Regions from separate parts of the Sus scrofa genome. Here region 2 is linked to region 1. Evidence: chromatin contacts called from public Hi-C data. All regions are on one chromosome and are shown on one strand. Each heading gives the region's core, a stretch centred on a gene start, on an enhancer-like site or on the middle of the called end of the contact. The rest is flanking DNA. Distances are from core to core; before and after follow the strand shown.

Region 1 (3,638 bases), core at 288-2,787:
CATAACTCTATCACCACTTCCTCATATAGTGTTTAACTTCTATTGTTAGATAGTATTTTCCCTTAAGGTGTACCCTCTCTAGGAATCTTAATATCCTAATTCTCCTGAGAGGTAATTGAAAAAGCTGATGTCAATCATTTATATCTTAGTGTAAATTGGATAACCAATTGACCTTCTTTGGGCTACATTAAGTACACAGAGCCTCTGGGAATTGTGATGATAAAAGATAACTTTATGACTCTGAGACACTACCCTGGAAGGACAGAGTGGGATGCAAAAAAGAGGTTAATTAATGCCTTGGTTTAAGAGCCAATTGTGTTCTTTCCAAAAGCAGAACAAAGATAAATAGAAGACGTTATAATCTCCCATAATGGGAAGTGTTAAGTTGATGACTTGGAAAATAAAAGTAAGGAGAAATATGATAAACTGAACATTTTTAAGAGGGGGGAAAGGTTTTGTGGCATTTATACTGAGTTGAGTTTTGCTCAGAAGTGGCAAGTAAAGATTTCACCAAAATCACATCAATCACAACTTCATGAACTATGATGGACAATTAATATTCAAGGAATATGATGGTGAAGAAGAAATTTTAAAAGAAAACGTTGCAAATCCACCCAAATAGTGGTATATACCAAAAATGGCAATCAGGATAAAAAAAAACCACGTGATACCCCTGGGAATTCCAGTTAGATTTAACAGAAACCACATATCTCATTTGGATGGTTTTCTGCTTTCTAAAACTCAAATCCTCAATCTGGACTGGAGGAGGCTCGTTCTGCTGGCTAGTTGGGCGACAGGAGGCGAAGAAAACACTGGGGCACGTTCTCGCAGACGTGCACCTGACGACCCCACTTTCCCCGCAGAATAGGGAGGGGGTGGGGTAGGCACTCACCGCTTGTCGATGGCGTCGATGTTTGAATGGAGGAGCCACAGCTCCTCCGTGTTGTCCTGCCTGGACGACAGGATCAGGTGGTGACCAGTCAGACACAAGGTCCCCTCGACGGCCGGGTAGAAAGGCCGGTGCAGCACCACGTTGTCCACCCGCGGCGTCTTAATCAGCTCCGCAAACTCCATGTTCCCCAGCGGCCGGAGCCAGGGGACTGCCGAGTCCGGGAGGTGCGAGAAGGTTACACCGCCGCAGGGCTGAAGGGAACGACCCGGCACTGGGCAGGCCGGAGGGGCGGGAGCCGGGGCGGGGTGGCCGCGCCCCGCCCCAAGCCGGGGTAGGCGCGGCGAGGCCCCTGGCCACCGTCACTGGCCAGTGAAAGATCTGGGCTGGGCCAGGCCGAGCGTCTCTGCCACACCGCTCAGTCCCCGCCCCAGGCCGAGGACTCGTGTAGTGAGGACGCTCCGCGACAAACCCAACAGCTACCGCCGCACCTAGGGACCCGGCCCCGGGTGGGAAGGATGCAAGGAGGAGGAGGAGGCCGCCCTAGGGTCAGAGTCTAAAACTGAGACCCTAAGGACTCCTGGCGGAAGTAGCTGCTCGCAGCGGGAGCCTAGAGCAACTCCGGGCGGAAGCGGCGAGCTTGAAATTCATATGACAGGAAGTCAGACTCGGATGTCTGACCCCCGCCTATGTCCTATGAAAATGCCTCCGGATATACAGCCGGAACTGAAGATTTGTGTTCCTAGTAGGAAAAAGCTCTTTGTCCGTATGCCCCCCACTGCATCCGCCACCCACACAAATATTTCTTAGGAGAAAAGGCCGAGGGAAAAGGGACGGTAAGAAGAGGTCCCTGATCTGCCTTCTTCCACTTGAGTAGTAATTCTTCAAGTAATCGTCTTCAGAGCGGAAGGCTGCTGTTAATTGTGACGATTTTCATCCATTCGCGGTGAAAAGGCGGCAGGTGGGATCGAACCGGTGATTATGACTCCAGAGACGCTCTAGGTGTAAGGGAGGGGCAAGGACGGATGCCGCAGGGGTTGTGACCTTGAACAAACACCTGTGAGAGGGGGGACCTAGGAAGAAATACATACAATACACAGAAAAGGAAGCGATGTCCTGTACGGAAGCTCCAGTGACTTCCAAAACACGGCTAATCTGTAGCGGCTCTTTCAATCTAGGTCTATGAAATCCAAGGCACTGGGCATTGTTCACCACTGCACTGTTTCGCCATTGAATACAATCCAACGAAACTACTTCCAGACGCCTAGATTATGCCAGGAAGCAACAGAGAAGGGAGACCGAGGAGAAATGATTTATAAAGCTTTTTTTTTTTTTCCTTGACTTGGAATTTTTGTTGTTTTCCCACTGTGTAGTTCATCATAGCAATTACCAGTTGTGGACGGGAAAATTTACTTACAAAATGAAAAATTAGGGAAAGTGTTATGGAGAAGTTAGAGTAAGATTTACAACCCGCATGAAGTGTAGCCAAGATAGCTGACGAGTTTGATGATGCCTACTAGAACTAAGGAAAAATTCTTTAGAAATTTCGTGACTTCTTCCTGAAAAAGAGCCTATGGAAAGAATATAATATCATTAATTTTTTTTTTATCTTTTTTTGCTATTTCTTGGGCCGCTTCCGCGGCATATGGAGGTTCCCAGGCTAGGGGTCCAATCGGAGCTGTAGCCACTGGCCTACGCCAGAGCCACAGCAACGCGGGATCCGAGCCGCGTCTGCAACCTACACCACAGCTCACGGCAACGCCGGATCGTTAACCCACTGAGCAAGGGCAGGTACCGAACCCGCAACCTCATGGTTCCTAGTCGGATTCGTTAACCACTGCGCCACGATGGGAACTCCGTAAATTTTAAAATGTTTAATATTCCATTAAGGCATAAACTCTTTTTGCCCACGAGAGAAAACTGTCAATATTATGCTGGACTGTAATAATGAAATACCGGAAACTATTAGAAAATGACATCTTCTCTGGGTTGAAACTTCAAGCATAGAAAGCCCTTGTGATCTGAAGAAAACATTCAATAATAGAGACTAAAGGAGGTAGGGAGCAAAATAGGTTAACTTACTATATGAGCAGTAGATGGCAGAGTTCAACAGTAATGGGATAGGCATTCGCTCTTAAGTGAAGCTGTAGTCAAGTAAGTTATAATCTGAACTCCTGGGTATAAGGGTCTCAGAGGATTCTGATAAACCAAATAAGATGATGGCATTTATAATGTACAGAAAACAGTCGACACCTTACAGATATGATTGTTATCATTTTATCTGATAATAAATGGCACTCATATGTAAACATTGAGGTGTTAACTAGCATGTCTTAAGTGCCAACTTGATCATCACCACTGTGGGGAATGGAGCATCTCAGCTGGAAAAGGCACTGCCTCTGTGCGCCATTGATGAGCAGCTGTTCTCCTTGAGCTTTGTAATATATGTTGACTGTACACAGCTGAAAGGAACTGATAACCTTGTTCCTTGCCTTTCTTGTGTTCTCCATCCTCTTCCTCCTCCAAGCAAATCAATCACTGAAATGTTGATCTTCTAACAGGTCTTGAATTCCCCCATTTCGCTCCATCCCCGAGGTCACTGCCATAGTTTGTACCATCATTTCTCACCTACTGTTACTTAACAGGAAAGCCTCTCAGCTGGTCACCTTTCCTGGAGTAGGGTTCTCCTCCAACTCACATTCCACTTGGGAGCTAAAGCCCTCTTTGCCGCTCTAAATTTCTCTTTTCT
Region 2 (3,657 bases), core at 329-2,828, 430 kb before region 1:
CATGCATTTTGAACTCGAGTTGCCACTTCCCTTTTTTCTCCCAGCCAGAAGCGCCGCCGAAGTCTTTCTTGGTACTTCATTCAGTTCATCTGTAAATCCGGGCAAGGGGCACAGGCTTGCGGTCCTTCCCAGGTCTGACATTCAAAGGAGATAGAAAATTGTGCCCAGCACGATTATTTCTAACCCCAGCCCTCGGGGACAAGAGGAGACTCAACTGTGAATCTGCGGCAAAGTCTCCACTTAAGTCCGACATTATAAAGAAGCGGCTCTGGGCTTCCGGTGTTCTGACACCGACCAAGGGTACGCTTCCGACGAAGCCCTGGGCACCTCCATCCACCGACCAACACAATGTCACAACACGCTCGGGCCCCCAGGCACCCGCCTCACACCTCGTGCTGGCCCCGGTTCAACCCATCTCCATTGCTCCTCTGGTCCCTCGTTTGTTCCCGGTGTGAAATCCACGACCGGAAAATCTGCCACCGCAAAGTATCCTCCAGCTTGGATGCCAAATGGCCCAGAAGATCGTGGGCCTAAGCCTTGTAATCAGTCCCGGGCTGGGGCTCTGAGCCGGGCCAGGAGGAAGCGGGCGCAGCAACCCGGTGGTCGCAGCGCAGTGCACCGAGGGCTCGAGGGGCGCACGGCGGCCCAGTCACCCGAGGCCTGGGGCTGCGCGGAGGACGCACTCAGACCCGTATCCCTGCAGCTTTCTCTCCCTTCCAGAAAAGGATCTAGAGGACACGCCCACCCTCACCTAAAATAACTGGGCTCCGGGGGCTGTGCCCTTCACCGCCACCATCGCCCTGGCCTCCAAGTTGTCCTCCCGTTTGCTTTCCTCAGAAACTCGCGCAACCCTCTCCTCACCCCCCCCCCCACATACTTGTTTAAAATTAAAAGTCCCTAACAGGAATCATGACGGCCCCCGTTCCCTACCAACTGCCCGGGTACTCGCGCTCAGCACTCACCGAGATTAGGGTGTCGGGCGGCGGGGTTGGCCCGGCCGGGCAGGCTGTGCAGGACCGGGCTGTCGAAGGGACCGGCGGAGGCGGCGGCGGCCGCGGCCCAAGACGCTCCCACGTCGGCCATGTAGGCGGGGTAGGGGCTGGAGTAGGAGCCCGCGAAGCCGGCTCGCCCATACTGCTCGCGGCCCGCCAGGCCCGCGCCCGCCGCCCCGCCGCCACTGCTGTAGGCCGCGGCTTCCCGGGCCGCGGCGGCGGCGGCGGCGGCGGCCAAGGACCCGGTGGTGCCCGGGAAGGAGAAGCGCGGCGACACGGGCGGCGGGGTGTAAGCGGCTCCCTCGGCTCCCGCCTGGCTCCAGCCCGGGCTGCCCTGCTGGGTCCCGGGCCCAGCGCCCGACGGCGCGGCACTGGAGCTGCCGCCCGAGGCGGCCCCGGCCGCGGCGCCCCCGCCTCCGCCCTGGAGGTAGGACAGGCCGAGCACAGAGGAGGGCACGCGCGGCGTGGGCACGTAGACGGGCGAGGACGCGGCGCCTGCGCTGTGCATGAAGGGGCCCGGGCCGCCCGCCTCATAGGGCCCCGGAGGCGGGCCGTGGTTGGCGGCCATGGCCAGGCTCTGGTACATCGCCCCGCGCGCTCGCAGCGTCCGAGTCCTCGGGCCAAGAAGCAAGGCGGGGAAAGAAAATAATAACAAAAAAATATAAATACGAATAATAATGTACAGGCGAGGGGCTGTCACAAAAACGAAGATCAAAAATCAAAGGTAAAAAACCACAAATCCTTCAAAAAATATGTACGTATTAAATAAATCCAGCAAAAGCGTCTAAGCTCGGGTTTACTCAGAAAAATCCCAAATTGAATTTGTGGTCGTTCCCAGGGGTGGTGAAGGAAGAGCCGAATCCACTGCAGGGCCTGGAGGTCCCGGAGACGGAGGGAAGCGCCTGGGCGTGGGTGTGGGGCTCCCGCCGGTCTCACGCGGGCCGGGCTGGTCCCTGCGAGGCGCCGCCGTTTTCAGGGCACCCAGGCCTGGGGCGCAGGGTGCGGTAAGCTGGCTCCAAGGCCGAGGGGCCCGGCTGGCTCCTTTCCTCCGCGATGCAGCCGCGGTCCTAAGGGAGAACGACATAGAGGGAAAAATGTTCATCTGGATTTTTCGGAGCTCATTTCCCCTAAGCCTGATAGCTTCTTCCGCCCTGCAAACAAAACCGCCAGTCTTGGGGGCCCAGCTTCGGAGGCCACACGGTTCCGTGGGAAGCTGTTCTGCAGAGGCCATGGAGTCTGGTTACCTGAGGGACGCCATGGGGAGCGGCGCCTTAGAAACGGGACTTCTTGGTTATTGGACGTCTAACTATTTGTTGTGATCTCAGGTTTGTTTTTGTTGTTGTTTTTTGTATTGCTTCTTAGGAAGAACTTTAATTTTACCTTATTGCTAGCGTATTCTTGTTATAATATTTTAAAAGTCCAAGTGTTTCGGGTTTTCCTGCCGTGCCTAGTTCCCAGGAAATCTCGCTCATCTCTGTTATCCTACCCTTCCGCAACTGATCCTGGCCATGAAAGAACTTTATTGCCTATGGAAGACAATGACAAACTTTATAAAAACCAGAAACGTATGAAATTGTTCTTCGCAATTTTTTTTTTAACTAGAGGCAGAGTCTAAACATTTATAAATGAGCACAGCGTCTGCTAAATCTCGGTGAAAAGGTTTGTGGAATCTCTTGTCCATACACTATGTAGACATCAAATCAGACAAGACACACGTTTCTTGCAAACAGTTTTATTTTGGAGATTTTGCAGACTAGATATTAAGATGAGAAAAGTGAGGGTCACTTTGCAAAAAACTACAGTATTCACTGGACCATACCACTTCACTGAATAGAATTTTCATATGGAATCACTGCTCCACCTGTGTAGGGGATCAGAACACCAAAGAAACTGCTTCAGGGAAAGAACAGTTTGAAGGACTTGCTTATATCCTTGCATCCTGTGTTTTGATTTCACCAGGCAATTTTTCTGATAAAACTAAGAGCTCCATATTCTGAAGCGCCTGCTTGGTTTCAGTTCATTTTTCTCCACAACTCCACCAAGCAAAAGTGTCTCTCCTAATTTTACCAAAGAGGGAACTGAAGCATCAGAAAGTTTTGAAACTCCTCTAACATCAAAATACAATTAAAGGGAGTGGGGGACAGGATCTATGGGACTTCAGGGGTTTAAGGCTGTCCAGCCTATGCCCATTTTTCTCCTTAAGAAAAGGCAGCTACTCTTAACAATGGTTTCTGTTTTATTGCAATAGTAGATTTACAAAGATATTAACTATGTACTAATACCTACTCTGCCACTTAATGACTGACTTTAGATTTACTTAACTTTTCTGTGCCTCAGTTTCCTGTTTGCAAAAATTCAAATAGTAAAGGTAACTATATTGTAGGATCATTATGAGTGAGGATTATAAAATAATACATGTAAAGCTCTTATAACACAGTCTTATAAAACTTTTATAACAGGCACAAGGAAAGAGAATTTCTAATACACACTATATAATGCTTTTCACTATTTTTGCAACATTACTAATGATAATAAAACTAATATATAGTAGTATGTTAAATATTAAATAGTTTATTATCTGCTTTCAAAACTATACAATAAATTATTGGTTTGGTGGCCATTTCCTTCCAGTGAGAAGTTTGGTTTAAGGGTGGATATAAAAAAA

What was found. Hi-C and Micro-C count contacts between places; a contact is called where the count stands out from the background.
Region 2: a Hi-C map of heart right ventricle shows a contact between it and region 1, with 2.2 times the contacts expected there. The contact joins the promoter of GATA4 here to the promoter of MTMR9 in region 1. A contact is called at or near these places in 2 of 47 Hi-C or Micro-C datasets (heart right ventricle and liver).

Annotation. Positions count from the first base shown.
Region 1 is chr14:14,455,873-14,459,510 of Sscrofa11.1, reverse strand. It overlaps MTMR9 (myotubularin-related protein 9), which reads right to left and starts at 1,537. Exons shown (of 10, transcript XM_021072388.1): 1 at 893-1,537. The coding sequence starts at 1,074.
Region 2 is chr14:14,886,574-14,890,230 of Sscrofa11.1, reverse strand. GATA4 (GATA binding protein 4) reads right to left here and starts at 1,578. Exons shown (of 6, transcript NM_214293.1): 1 at 963-1,578. The coding sequence starts at 1,578.